Linked DNA regions of Anas platyrhynchos: region 2 is linked to region 1. A link is a contact called in public Hi-C data. All regions are on one chromosome and are shown on one strand. Each heading gives the region's core, a stretch centred on a gene start, on an enhancer-like site or on the middle of the called end of the contact. The rest is flanking DNA. Distances are from core to core; before and after follow the strand shown.

Region 1 (7,242 bases), core at 2,109-4,608:
ATACATCTGATTACAGAGAACTGAAAATGTATTTGATGCTGAACATGTAACCAAGGTTTTATGTCCTATTCCCACTCCCCATTTTCAAATTTTCCCTGCATTACCAGGATTCTTGTCACCTGCTTCAGAAGTTTCCTTTGAATCTGGAGGCTGCTCTGGGGCAACATTAAATTCTGGCATGAGGTAACACTAAATATAATAGATCACAAGCTTGGACAGCTGCTGAGACAAAGACACCACAGGAAAAGACAGTTTCTCTATTTTTCTCCTCTGTGTACTAAGTAAGCAGAGAAAAGACTTGTTTCTCAGCATAGAGTACAAATATGGAAAAATTCTGTCTAGAAAGATCAAAACCCTATGAAGGCTTGTAATATAATATAAGTTTTGGTACGTTGCTTTTAATATATGCAGAACATCTTTACATATAAATTCATGCACACGATTTCATTTTGAAACACACTTGTGATGTCAGTTTTAAGGTAACCCTGTATTTTTCTAGATGTGCAATTTTACATAGACATATAATGAAGGTTAAATTCATAAATTCATTCACTTTTGAAAAAAATATAATTTTTCAACAGAGCAAATACCACCAGAACCCACTGAAATAAGAAATGTATTTTAAAATAGGAAAGAAAAATAAGCCATGTATCCATCTTAATTTTAAGACTATTTTATAATTTCTGGGAAAAGATAACTTACTGTTGATGCCTCATTTCTCCTCAAAGACTAAACTGTGTTTATATTGGGTATTTTGTTACAGTTAACTTGCAAAAATAAAAGTCAGTGCCTCTAAAAAATATATTGATTTTTCCACCTGATAAAAACAAACAAGCTAGAAAGTACTGCATTCTAGGAATAAACAAGTAGTTATGTAATTATGTATTTCAGTGTGCAAGAGCATCTTTTTTTCTCTATTATTAGAAATTGCTATTCTCTCTTGAAAAATGCAATTAAAGATTTATCAAAATAAACACAATTGCCAAGTTTACAGTAAAAAATAATAGTGTGTCAACCATTTCAAAATCCCCAAGCATCTACTGTCACATAAATGGAAGCATAGTGGCTACATAACCCCCACTCCTGAAGTTCAGTGTCTGGAAATTTGTATATTAATGCTATTAGAATAATTACATTAGAAATCCTTCCCAGAGAGAATCCCTGAAGTGTATTTTTGTTTTGTTGTGTTTTTTGTTTGCTTGTTTGTTTGTTTTAAGTTTCTTTTGTTTTTAAGTTCTAATGATTGCAGATAAATAATATCTTTAATCAGTTTTCTCCTCATATAAGTTAATGGTTCTGACTTTCCTACACTTTAAGAATCTTTGCCCAGAGAGAGCAATACAAAATAATACATTATGTAGTTAATATTTTGCTTTAAAATATATGAATTCATTTTACTAATAGGTCTTACAAGTGAACGCTTGAAGTCAAAACATCTTCCAGTCTCTGGCACATGTCATATGTTTCTATGCATAAAGTGAATTAAATATATCAAGTATTTCGAATCAAAACCAACTGATCCTGAACACGATGCACAGCTGACACATGTATTTGTATTTTACCATTCAAAACAACAAATCCAGTCACTTTGTAACATAAGAGTCACTAGCAGTACCTGGAATATGGATCTACTTTTCACATGCCATTTGATCTGCATTAGGCAGCATAAATGTCAACAGATAAAAAAAAGAGTCCAAGTCCATGTCAGGTGATTGTGTTCAGAAATCATTCTGCTTCATTCACAGCAAAGCACAGCAGTAGCTTCTATTCAATACAGTGTAGAGAAACAGTAAAAATGATGGCCTCACTTGCTAGGCAAAAGAGTTCAGGACGTCACCATTTCCTGAAGTACCATCCTCAGCTTTTGAAAAGCAAAGCTTACCTTTCTGTACACCAGCATGTTTGGGGATTCATCGGCCACCCCATTGCTGCTTTGCCCGTAATTATTTCCTTGTGCCATGTCCCACAGATTTGATCTGCTTTTGTTGTGCTGTAAAAGGTAAAAGTGGTCTCGTTAAGCCACTGCCTCAGGTCTCCTTCCTTTCTTGATGATTAACGGACCTGAATTTTTACCAACACATTATCAGAACCAGTGGATGTCCTTAACTCCAACAGATATTTACACCAAAGCAAAGCAGTTAATTCACCTTTTACTGTCACTACTCTCTTTTGCCTGTAAGTAATGAATGTAATATGTTAATCTAATTTAGCCTGTAATGAATTGTCACTCCGAATAGCTCCCTGACACACCACCAGCCACCATATCATGTGGGTGCCTCCTCTCAAAGCCCTCTTCCCTCCTCTACACAGCTTCAGTGAGGGATGTTCTGCACCTAAGACCACAGTTTAGGGGGCACTGACTGGGGCCATGACTGCATGTGCAGCGCTGCCCTCTCCTCACCGTTTGGGTCAAAGCAACTTTCACAGCACACAAACACGTAAAAAGCCACCCACCCACCCACTCTCAACTTCTCCACAATTCACCATGTAATGTGCCGGGGGAGGGGAGCAGGTTGCAGGGAGTATTGGGGGTGGGGGTGGGATACGAAAGAAGGCAAACAAGCTTCCCGGTTGCTTTCACCTACTTTCCTCGCACTTCACCACAAACCACCGGCTCGGCCGCCAGCCCGCTCTCCTGCCCTCTCTCCCTCCCTCCCCCCCCCGGCCACACGGGAGCTGCACCGAGCCAGCGCTCTGGCTTTGCACGCAGGTGTGAGAACGTGCTCCATCTACAGACCGCGCCGGCGGCCGCGGGGAGCCCGGCGTGCTGAGCCCTACCCCAAGCACCCCCCTCCGGAGCCCTCCCCGCCGCCCGGGCGCAGCAAATGGCCGGCAGCCCGGCGGCGGCGCGTTCAGCACAGCGGGGAGAGGCGTGTGCTGGCTCAGCACCGCGGGCAGCGGCAGCCCCGCGGAGAGCAGCAGCAGCAGCAGCAGCAGCAGCAGCTCGCTCGGCACCGCGGACAGCGGCGGCCCCGCGCTCAGCACCGCGGACAGCGGCCGCGCTCGCCTCACCTGGCGGGCCAAGGTCACTCCTGCGGCTCCGGGCGCGCCCCGCGCGGGCGGCGTCAGCCGGCAGCGGGCGGGGGGACGCGGCGGCGCTCGCTCATCACACGCGGGCACACACACACACACACGCTCACACGCACACACTCACGCACGCACACACAGCCGGGGCTGCGGCTCTCCTCTCTCTCTCTCTCTCTGCTCTGCCGGAGCGGCGGCAGCGCAGCGCCCGCCCCGCAGTGGAGCGGCCGTCACGTGGGGGACGGGCACGTCAAAGGTGCTGCTGCTGCTGCTGCTGCTGCCTCCGCCGCCGCCTCCGCCTCTCCTCGCCGAAAGCGGCGGCCAAGGAACTGCAGCTGCTGCAGAGCTGGCAGCGGCCCCTGGAAATGAGATTAGGCAGTGCCGGAGGGCTGGGCAGGAAGAGAAATGTGGGCTAATGGAATGGGGAAGGAAGGAGGGAAGGTGGTGCGAGAGGCGCAGGCGACACCTGCTCCCCGCTATCTCCTTCCTGCACCTTCACCGGCAGCAGCAGGGTGATCGGCTCTGCCTGATCCTCGGCCCTGTTCTGGGCACCCAGAAAAAAAAATAATAAAAAATCCGTGGGGAGCTCGTGCCCCGTCGGCACCGCAGACCACCGAGCAGCAGGAGACAGCAAGTCTGTACCAACCTGACGGGAAGGAGCCCTGAGGGCACCTCAGGACATCCTCAGGGCTATTTTACTACGTCCAGTTTGTCCCTCGTTTGCATATAGAGTTGACCACGATAAAACTAAAAATAAGGTCTGTAGGTCATATTTTTCCACATCACATGGATAAGAATGCTTTCGTTTTCCAAATGCTGAAACACCCTGCATGCAACATCCACAAGAACAGAAAATATTTGAGTGGTTAGCTTTGGGATATTCCCATTTGAAAGCATCTTGTCTGGAAACAGTAACTTATTCAAATTTCAAGGATGATCTTGGAAATAAATAAACCTTCTGTGGTGCACTGCACCTTGTGGCGTGTGCACTGGTGGAATCCCACAATAGACACACAGAGGTTTCCATACATACTGTCATCCTCACTCTTTCTACCTTCCTCACATCCCAAAGAGACTCAAATCAACAATATCCTGTTAGAAGTTAGCTATTAGCAACTACTGATAACTAATCTTAACTACTCTTTCGAGTTTTGCATATGCCTTCAAGTCCTTTAAAAGAAAAAGTGACAAATTAACTAAGGCATTGATAGTGAGCCACATACAAAACAAAGAAGATTTGGACCTCTTAGGAAGTGGAAGAAAGGAAGATAGATTTAATACTGGTCCTATAACGAGCACTGAAGTAAAGACAGCTGACCTCAAACATGAATTGGAATGGACTTTAGGGAGAGTAGAAGTAAAAGGTGAAATGACCCAACAGAGAATAAGAATAAATAACAGAGCTCAGGGAGATATACTGGGTAGGAAAGGAGCTCTGTAGCAGACAGACAGCATATGTCTAGACTTTTCCACAGAAGAATAATTTAATATGTCACAAGAAAAAGGCACTGTGGGAAAAAAAAAATGTGGATTAGAGCAAAATTTGGAGTTTTGAGATGGAAGAGATCAATACAAGTGAAAGAATTTGATAGCAAAAGAGGAAAGTAAAGGAAAAAGAATTACAATGGATGAAAAGAGTGGCAGAGAAAAATATGAAACTAAAAAATAAACAGAACTGGAAAAAGGCTCATTTCCCATTAAAAATCTTCTTGATGTAAAGTAGCATCTTGAGGAACCTAAGCAATGAAACCTCAAAATTCTAATCTTCCAACAGACCCTGTGATTAAGTCCAGTCCACTGTTGAGAAATGAATACCAGCAATAAAGATCTCAATCTAGTTTTCCTAGCCATCACATACATGTCCCAAGTGACCAGTGTTGGAGTAGTTCACATACTACAGATTTGACTGTGTAAGACTGATAGGTGTACTTGATGTCAAGAGAGAAGTCTTCCAAAAGCTGTTTAAAAAGTTGAATAGCAGTAAACTCACATTCTTATTTATCAGACTGTTGTCCAAATTTCTGAGTAAAAATGGGAACTGCATAAAATATGCTTCAAATGCAATTTTACCATAAAAGAGGAGAAAAATATTGATTTACACATACTCTTTCCATTTGCTCTGCCAGTCAACATTTAGTAAAGAATTTGTGTTAAAGGGGATTAAAAAATTCAAACATTAGCAAGTTTCCAATAAAGTCACATTCTTGCTTTCTTACTCTGCCTCATCTTACTACCAATCCAAATGAAAAAATACAGAAAACAAAACTCTTTTGTATTGCAATTCTTGGCCAACATACACAAATTTGTTTACAATGTGTCTTTAATCCACCTAATTCCTATAAGCCGTTCAGCAAGTAGATTTTGGCAGGAGTTATAAGTCTTTGTAAAACTCCCTAACAAAGCTGACTAAATCTATGCAATAACATTTCCAAGCTTTTACTGTCTGAGAACCTCTTCAAAAATGAAGGCAGAGGTATCCCCAACTGAGTTAGAGTTTTGGCAATTCTGCCTCCAATCTTGATTTTGCTTTAAACATACTGATTAATTTCACAAATAAAGAAAAATACAAGATGTTATACTAGTCGGGTGGGGCTTATATATTTTCTTTGAAACAAACAAATTTCATTACCATAAGTTATATTCTAAAGAAAATTTATTCAAGTATGTAGACAGAGCAACAATCTGGATCTGCTGAAGTCAATACATGTTTGTCCATTGATATCAAAAGGAAATATATTTCACATACAGTATTTAATCTTGTCCTTGGAACCAAAAGAGTAACACAGTCATCACTGTTATGTATCTCATAACTACAAACTAGCTACACTGAAGCACACCATTTCATCAGCATGTCCACTGACAAAATGAAAAAGAAACTTTAACCTTTGAAATGGCAAAGCAGAAGAGAAAAACAGAAATAATCCAACAGATTTTATTTATTTATTTATTTTGGTCACCATTGGTGGTGAAACAGATGCTAGAATTGATAGCTTCATAAATATAAGTCAAAAGAAATTAATTTCTTTTCAAAATACCTAACTGGATCTCATTCTGATACAGTTGGATGTGCTTTAATTCATAAATTATTTACACATCTTCTCACATTGAAAGTCATCACTTATCTCATCCACAGCTAGCATTAGCATCTCCAGAAAGCATGGTCTGCCAGAAGAGGAATGTTCTCTTTCAAAATGCAAAGCAAAAACTACTCATTAATAAAACAAAGATGATAGAAAAAGGCTGTCAAGGGGCAGCTTTATCTAACAAGGCAATAAAGGTACACATGATTTAGTAAGGTGGTGACTACATTTTCTGTGTTTAGTTGGCAGTGTCAATAAAACTCAAGTATTCTAGTAATGTCATATGCAGATGGTACACATAACAGCTATTTTTAAGTCAGAATATTACGTACAGACAACATCTATCTGGATATGAAGATCTGGATTTTTTGTCTGTTCTACTGATCTGTAACATTATGGCAGCACGCTGCCCATATCCATTATTTATCTCATCTTATACCTACACTGAATGTTCCTTGGAGTAAAGACTTGCTGTGCAACCTCTTAGAACAGCATGATCTTGTTCTATGACCAATATTTTGAAACATTACTGCATTATAAATAATCATATTCAAACTTAGAAAAATAATGCAAACCTTCTAGACAGCTAGGCTCTAACACTAAATATTGACACGAGTTGTTACTGTGCTACCTTCAAGTATAAAACCCAGATTTTCTTTTTCTGCTAGCCTAGCTAAGCATGAAAATGGCCCTTCTACTTAAATTGAATGGATATATTTGTGATTCTACAAAACTGCAAGTGTTTCAGTGCCATGCTCTGAATTGATAGCTAGAGATCCCAGACTGAATCCTCAGCCTGATTTGAACAGCTGCTCCTTCATGAATGAATTGCAATCAATCCATTTAATGTAGGTCATCAAATGCCCTTCAGATGATTACAAGTTACAATATATATATTTGCTAGATATGTACCTTGCGTTGATTGATTTTCAAACTTTATTATTTCTTTCATGTCTTTTTTTTGATACCTATGCATCTATTTTGTCACCCACTTGCCAACTCTGTTGAAAGAGTAACTACCTTTATCAATTTATGATGCTAAAGATAAAATTGTATGTCATCTGTTTTATAGGAAAGAGGTCAAGACAAGAAAAAGAGGACTTTTTAAAACAGAAAAGAAGAAAGTAACTAAATAGCA
Region 2 (7,242 bases), core at 3,425-5,924, 83 kb after region 1:
TAGTGGGGACTGTTAGTGTTAGGTTAGAGGTTGGACTCAATGATCTTGAGGTCTCTTCCAACCTAGAAATTCTGTGATTCTGTGATTCTGTGATTAACTATCACTGGTTCAAGCCCATAATACTTCAGCAGCTGCTCAGTTTGAAATGACAGAAGCCCCTACAGACTTAGGATGATATAAACATGTTTAAGGACAAGCACTTTTTATTTATAGAAAAGACTGAAAGACCTTTGTCTGATTCTACCCAAGTAGCACTAGCCAAAAATATTTAAATGAAATGATTTTCAGCCAGTAAACATGATTTCAAGAAAATCACACCATTTAGTGGAATTGTGTTCATTGGTGTCAGTCATAAAAAAAAATTAGCAATGATCATGATGCACACACTGAGCACAGTCCAGACAATAGCTTGCCTCAAACTGTGAGCCACTCGACATAATCATAAAGAACAAGGCCGGATCCTGCATCTGGACACGCATTATTACATCTGACGACCTGGCTGCTAGATGATTAGCTGCCATGGAACAAAGCTGTCCAGGTGAAGTTCATAGTATTCTGCTCAAGCTAGGAAGGCAGGCAGGCTCCCAAACTGTTCTTCTTCTCCATTTTTATGTAATCCCATAGTTACCGTTCTTGGTTTTGGTGAAAGAACTGAGCATAGATGGGTCTCTTACACTTCTAGAAGTTATAAGATCCAAAGGCTCTGTACAAGCTCACATATAACCAATACCTTGGACATTGCTCCCAGGGTCCACAAAATAATTCAGACTTGTTACTTTGAAGCTCCTGTGCTCCATACTTGGAACTCAAACCTGCAGGTATACATACTGATGTGTAGGAAGGGGTAACAATTTCTTCCCTCCCTTTCTATGGCTAACTTCATACAACAGCACAAAGACAGGCTTCTCCCAGTTTACAATCAACGACATTCACTCCAGGCAGTCCATCAGGTTAGACAGATGCTGGTTTCACACTCCCTGGCCAGTGTTTCAGAACACAGCAGCACCAACTCCTTATTCACAGACTACTCTTGAACAAGCTGTTCCCCTGGCTCTTCAGCCCCACTCAGCTTCACAAGCCCAGGTCTTAGTGACTTTTTACTTTGCAACCTGAACCAAAACTGCTATATCTAGCGTGAGTCTCCTCCATCAAAGGCACTGAGCCCATCTCATGCTTGCTGCATCTTTCTCATGCTATTATGCATACATTGTGGAGCTCTGGTTTGTTTGGGAATTACCTAACCAGCAAGCTGGGTCCTACCAATCATTCCAACATTTTTTAACCTTGTGTCACTGTACACATTTTAGAGAAATTTTGAAATCATAGCTTTAACCTTTTGTGTCAGAAAAAAAAAAAGAACAAATGTTCATTCAGCAACCTTAATTGTGCCTTGCAAGTGACTAAGGATAGCTGCCCTTGGTAATCTCAGAGAAAACCTATATATACATAAATATATATATATATATATATATATAAGAAAACACACAGACAACAAAATAAAATAACAAGGAAAAAAAAAAAAAAGTGAAGACCAATCAAATGCAGCTCATCATTTATCCTGCAGTAGCTCTGGTATGATGAGAAGATAAGTAAGTAGGAAAACATAGCATAAATGTTATCTACGCCTATACCATATGTATCTACCCATTTGTCTGGAACAGTCCAAAGAAGAGTCTACAGAGGTCAGTGTAAAACCTGAACTCAGTGCTTGATCAGTGTATTTTGGACAGTCAGGCTACATGCATCACACTAAATCATACTAAATCAAAGAATATCTGACTTGGAAGGGATACACAAGGATTATCGAGTCCAACTCCTGGGTCCCCAAAGCACCACCCAAAATAAACAAACAAAATTAATCTGTAGCATGTTGCAAAATGTGCCTTTGAATCCCGCCAGTGCCTAACTTGTAGAGAGGGTGACTGCTTTACTTGGTAAAAGTCATGAGCTCGTCTTTCAGTTGCTTCAAAGAAAGCTGTGAAAACTGTTGACAACTAAAAACAACAGGACAGGTTTTCCTGGCTGTCTAGTCTCTGGTCATGCCTTACCACAGAGATCACCTTTGCAACCGAGGAATTAACAGTATGTAGTACTGACATTGCAGTGAATGCAATTTTAGAGAGGATTAGATTTTGGTGATGGTGTTTTTGTTGTTTTAAGGAGTACATTGTAGAAACAATACTTCTGTTTAGCATTTTCTAAATACTATATGCTTCTTAAAAGGCAGAAATACTGTGTAGATGGTCGATACCTAAGTCTTCAAATAGGAGCTACGTACCAGCAGAGCTTTGTGGATTCTTGCTGCCAGCCTCCAGGGCAACAACAGATTGAGTAAAATGATTGTACCACATATGTTTGCCTGAACAATAGAATAACATTGCTCAAATCAGGAATGCTATGAACTGTTTCTGTCTGTCAGATCTATCAGAAGAATATTTCTTAGCCTTCAGGACTTCCACATATGCAGTGGGAAGCAATATCATTAATAGACTCATATGAAAACACCCAAGACAACAGACTAATCTTGCTTGACCATATCTTGTCCAAGGCCATTCACGGTAGCAGAGATGACTAAGCTACAAAGACATATGAGGACTTGGGAAAAAAATAAAGCCAAAATCCAAAATAAGAGCTTGCACCAAGTTTTACAGAAAAATGAAATTACCGTGAAAGATGTCCATGTTTACAAGCAAACTGAAGTACAGTAAAAGAAGCATGTTCTACACTGAATCCATTAGGGATGTAGCAAAGGGTTTACTCTGCCTTTAAGAGTTATTCATCTTAACTTGGACACAAAGTGACCCAGAGGAAAAGTGGGAGGCAGGAAAAGCATGTGTTTTGCAGGATGAGAGGATAATAGAGAGAGCAGTTTGCAGCACCCACTTCCTGGCCTCCCCATCCCACTGATACTTTCTCCCACCTAGCATATTTTCCAGAACTTTGATGTATATTCTCCAGCTTGAGAAAATATTGTCCTTAATTTTAAGCAAATTATCTTTGGGAAAGTGGCTCCAAAATCAATGGAAAACCATCATGGACACTAGGTAGTGGACTTACATGGCCTGGTGAGAATTACTTATCTTCTTCGGACTTGTACTGCTCTGAAATAAGTGGAGTTCCTAATTTGGTGGTACATTTACTCAAGAAGAAAGCAAAGTAACTACCCTATCTGAACAGAGAATTTCTGACAGTAAGAGGTAGCACATTCACTTACAAGTAGCATGACTCTCTAGCATAGAAATATGTCTTGAAGCTCTGTTTGCATTTAAAGATCTTTTAGAATAGGCTTTTGTCACCCCAGCAGACCAGCAAAGAACATCCAGGATAGCAGCCTTACAGTTTTGGGGAAGTCTAGCAAGCTGGGGTACAATATAATTAAAATTAAAAATAGCAAATAATAAAAGTCTGTTCAGTAATTCCCTGCTCTTCCCTGTGCATGTTACACTAGACTGTCCCTGGTGGTCAGCATCTTCTTTCCCATGAAAGCACCTCATTCCTCCTTTTCTCTGTCATGGCAGAACACTGCTCCTATTTGCACAGAGTGCTGTATACACAGATATTATGTTAAGACAACTTGTACCCTTGTGAGATCTTCTGCATTTTATATAACTTAAGCATTGCCCTTGCCACTCTAGAACAGGATGGACTTTTATTCCTATCTTGTATCATTTGAAGAGAAAGCATTAAGCATGTAATTGTTACCCCTAGGAAGAATAGTTTAAGAAGAACTTGTCCAAAACATAGCAAAGCCTGAAGAAAACTAAATCCATAAATATTCATTCAGATACTAATAGTATATGTCTTTATACATATATATAATGTATGTGTGTAAATATATAAATATTTTTCTCCTTTATTCCCCCTCATATATATGCCCCTATATATGTATATATAAAGGGGGAAAAATCTGCCAAGAACACAGAAACAAGTCAAACTCCAGAGATAAAAATACCATAGTTATGCTTGGCTTGATAACCCAATGGCTCCCTCTGCAGGGTGAAACATTATTCAGATAAAAACGGACTTGTACGTAATCAATGCACTTCTCAAGCTACATGGACACGTTAAAGTAATTGCCAGTGCTGTCTCACTTTACACCATCCTCTTAAAATTTCTGCATATGTCAGTTTAGTCCCCTTCCCCTTTAGTCCCCTTCCACAGTGCCAAGTTGATGCTATCTTTGCATTCCTCCTTGTAATAAGGTGGAGATACCAAGTATGTTGTAATTCCCTCTTTACTCACCAGACCCTACATATTTGAGGCTTTCTGTTAGAAAAGAATGCAGACAGTGAAATAATGTTGCAACTGGCTGACAAATAGAAAAATAGGAACATAGAAGGTCCTTCAATCAGAAGAAAAAAAAAAAAAAAAAAAAGCAATGCCTTGTTAGTTTAAATTCAAAGAATAAATGAGTATATAAAGAAAGGAAGAAGAAAGGAAGACAGAGTTACCAACTTCTCCTTTATTTGCCAATTTAGAACATATTTTCTTTTGTCATTCTTTGTCTTTCCGAGAAAGACTTGATTATTTATATGCCTCTTTGTAACGTCTCAAGGACCAGTTATTAGGAGATGATGTTTGAAAGGTAAGGCCTGGGACACACTGTTCTTGGGAAACATTCTGTCCGCTTCAAGCAGCAACGTGTCTATTTCTAATCACTGATTTCTCATTTCACCTTGGAAATTGGCAGCGTATGTTCTCCCAAATTCCTTTTAAAAGCTGAGTGGCTTTTACAACAGTAGTCTGAGCTGGACATATAAAATGTAGTTAGAGAAAGCTCAAAGTAAATATGATTATTATTCTATCACACATTATTCCAACAATAGAAACCAATAAGCTGTTTCAATACAGTTAGTGAAGCAAATGTTCCCCACTGTCAGTCCATCTCATAGCAATTCCCCGGAAACCAGACATGCCATTAACTGTAATAGAAGTAGCTTCAGGGCAGGAGGAAGACAGCTATATCTAAGCTTTTATTTAAAATTTTAACTACATCTAATATTCATGAGGTAGACTATTTTTTGTACAGCAATAAATAGCTACATAAATTGAACTATTTATTTAGTGACCATCTTTATATGCTTTATACACTCAAACATCCTAAATGTGTACTAGGCATATGGCTGCCATCTTATCCTCACATTAGAAGAAACATCAGACGGTGCTCCAATGTGTATAAAAAGAATGCCTTCCTACACGCTACACCTTCTTTGCCTTCTCCTGTCCTACTATCCTCTCATTTAAAAACTTTTCATGTGACTGAAACCCATACGTATTTCCATGATTTATACAGCTTCGTTGTTTTCTGAGGGGTTCAAAAATCATTTATTTTACAACTCCCTACAAATGAGTGATCATAATTAATAGAAGATGGCATGTGAAATGGAGGTTTAGACTTGTGTTATGTGTCATATATGTAGATGCTGTACTATCTATCCAAAAGATCACAGAAGCTTAGTAATGACAGAAGGTTCAGAAGTGGACAAAAACTTATTCTATATTTTACCTCAAGGAAGAAAATTAGAACTCACATTCAACAGCTCATGAAACATATTTAAGCTTTCCTCAGACCCAACTCATAGACAAACGTTACTAAAACTGTGATAAAATAAATTTTACATTCCAGGCAATGTATTTATTGTATATTTAGCACAAATAAAATAAAATAAAATAAAATAAAATAAAATAAAATAAAATAAAATAAAATAAAATAAAATAAAATAAAATAAAATAAAATAAAATAAAAATAGAAAAAAAACTGACACAATTCAAGATATCAGTTGTGGCCTTGCCCATGTGCTCACTACACCACTCACACCAGCACAGCAAACCAAATCAGAGGCACACTGTATTGAGTTTCAACTGGTACTAGGTAATTAGATAAATCTTGAAGACAGCATGACATGTAAAGACAAAGAGTATTTTCTCATTTTTTATCTAAGATCCATTCATAACAGAGACAAAATTCCAAGTCTGCTCCATATTCTGGCCTCAGTCTCAATCACCTCTCTATAAAGAAAGCACGGTAAGCCTAACATGGCTAACAGCTCTTCCTCAGAGCAGACGTCAAGCTACTTTACAAAGTACAAGATGGAATTCTACTTTCAGCTGGAGAAAGTTTCATCAAGGCAAAAAGTGGATTTAGACATACTGCTCCAGCAACGTAATGTGTAATGAAAATAGGCAGCCAGGCTCTTTGTTCTATTAGGAAGTGCTGATTTAACCACAAGAGGGAGAACAAACACTGTCGAAAACGCAATGAACCAACTGTAAAAGAGCCAGGTCCAGAAGTGTTTGATGCTGAGCCTACAGCTGATAACCTGCATTCTAATTTGTAGTGAAAATCAATTTAATTTCCTCTTCGGCTTTAATTCCTTGCAAGTAAATCTTCAATACTAATCTGTTAAAGAGGCAGAGAGAGAGAAAGGCATTCATAATGTTCAGCATTAGGTGGATAAATTATACGCAGAGCCAGGTCAGAACAGCAGCAAAGAGGCCGTGGGTGTGAGGCAGCTGGGACTAAAAGGCTGCACAGATTGCCTGTGCCAAGAAGAAAGGAAGATCAGGTGCTGCAGTTCAAAGAGCTGAGTCTCCCTTCTGCTTTTGATCCTGCCATTGCTGTCATGGAAGGAGGGACTGGGGCGCATGAAAGTACCAGTCCAACTCAGAAGCTATCACCAACCTTAGTAGCAGCAAGAACATTCATCCACACCCTCTGGGACTGTTCCAGCTTCACCCCCTGTTCCCCATTTCCTTTACAAGAGTCAAGAAATAATAACTGTGGTAAAACAGACATTACTTCTCAGTATAGTTCACATTACTGCTGTGTAATACCAATAACATAAATTGTTTTGCCCAAGCCCTCCCTCTCCCTTGTTTTCTGGTTTGAAGCCGCTACATAGATTTTTGCTGCTCAGAAACACATCTGCATCCTTTGGTGTTCTTCCATGCACATCTTTTAGGCCTCCACATTTTTTGCTTGTCTATGCTTTTGGTATCAAACCTTTTCCATTAAGATGTTTTGCTTTTCTAGTATAAACACTTTTGTTTTCAAAATTTTCTGCCCAAAAAAAAGTCATGTAATAAGTTCTATAGTATTTATTGCCTCATCCATTGCCACTTTTATTCACTGAGGTCTGAAAAGACAAAGACTTGCTGATTGTTTTCCAGGCTTCCAGCCTGTAGTATCTCCTCAAAATAACTTCACAGATCTTTGATTCTTGATTTTCCAAATTATTTTCA

What was found. Hi-C and Micro-C count contacts between places; a contact is called where the count stands out from the background.
Region 2: a Hi-C map of F1 follicle shows a contact between it and region 1, with 3 times the contacts expected there. The contact joins the enhancer-like site here to the promoter of RGS7 in region 1. A contact is called at or near these places in 4 of 8 Hi-C or Micro-C datasets (F1 follicle, F5 follicle, liver and 1 more).

What each region holds. Positions count from the first base shown.
Region 1 is chr3:29,538,778-29,546,019 of IASCAAS_PekinDuck_T2T, forward strand. It overlaps RGS7 (regulator of G protein signaling 7), which reads right to left and starts at 3,359. Exons shown (of 17, transcript XM_027453802.3): 1 at 3,013-3,359; 2 at 1,883-1,990. The coding sequence starts at 1,960.
Region 2 is chr3:29,620,102-29,627,343 of IASCAAS_PekinDuck_T2T, forward strand. No RefSeq gene overlaps it. Among named protein-coding and RNA genes, the nearest start is that of OPN3, 29 kb to the right of the region's middle. Within about 2 kb of position 4,675, at least 1 of the 8 cell types and tissues checked has an H3K27ac peak or open chromatin away from gene starts, as enhancers often do. A contact at or near this core is called in F1 follicle, where this site is marked.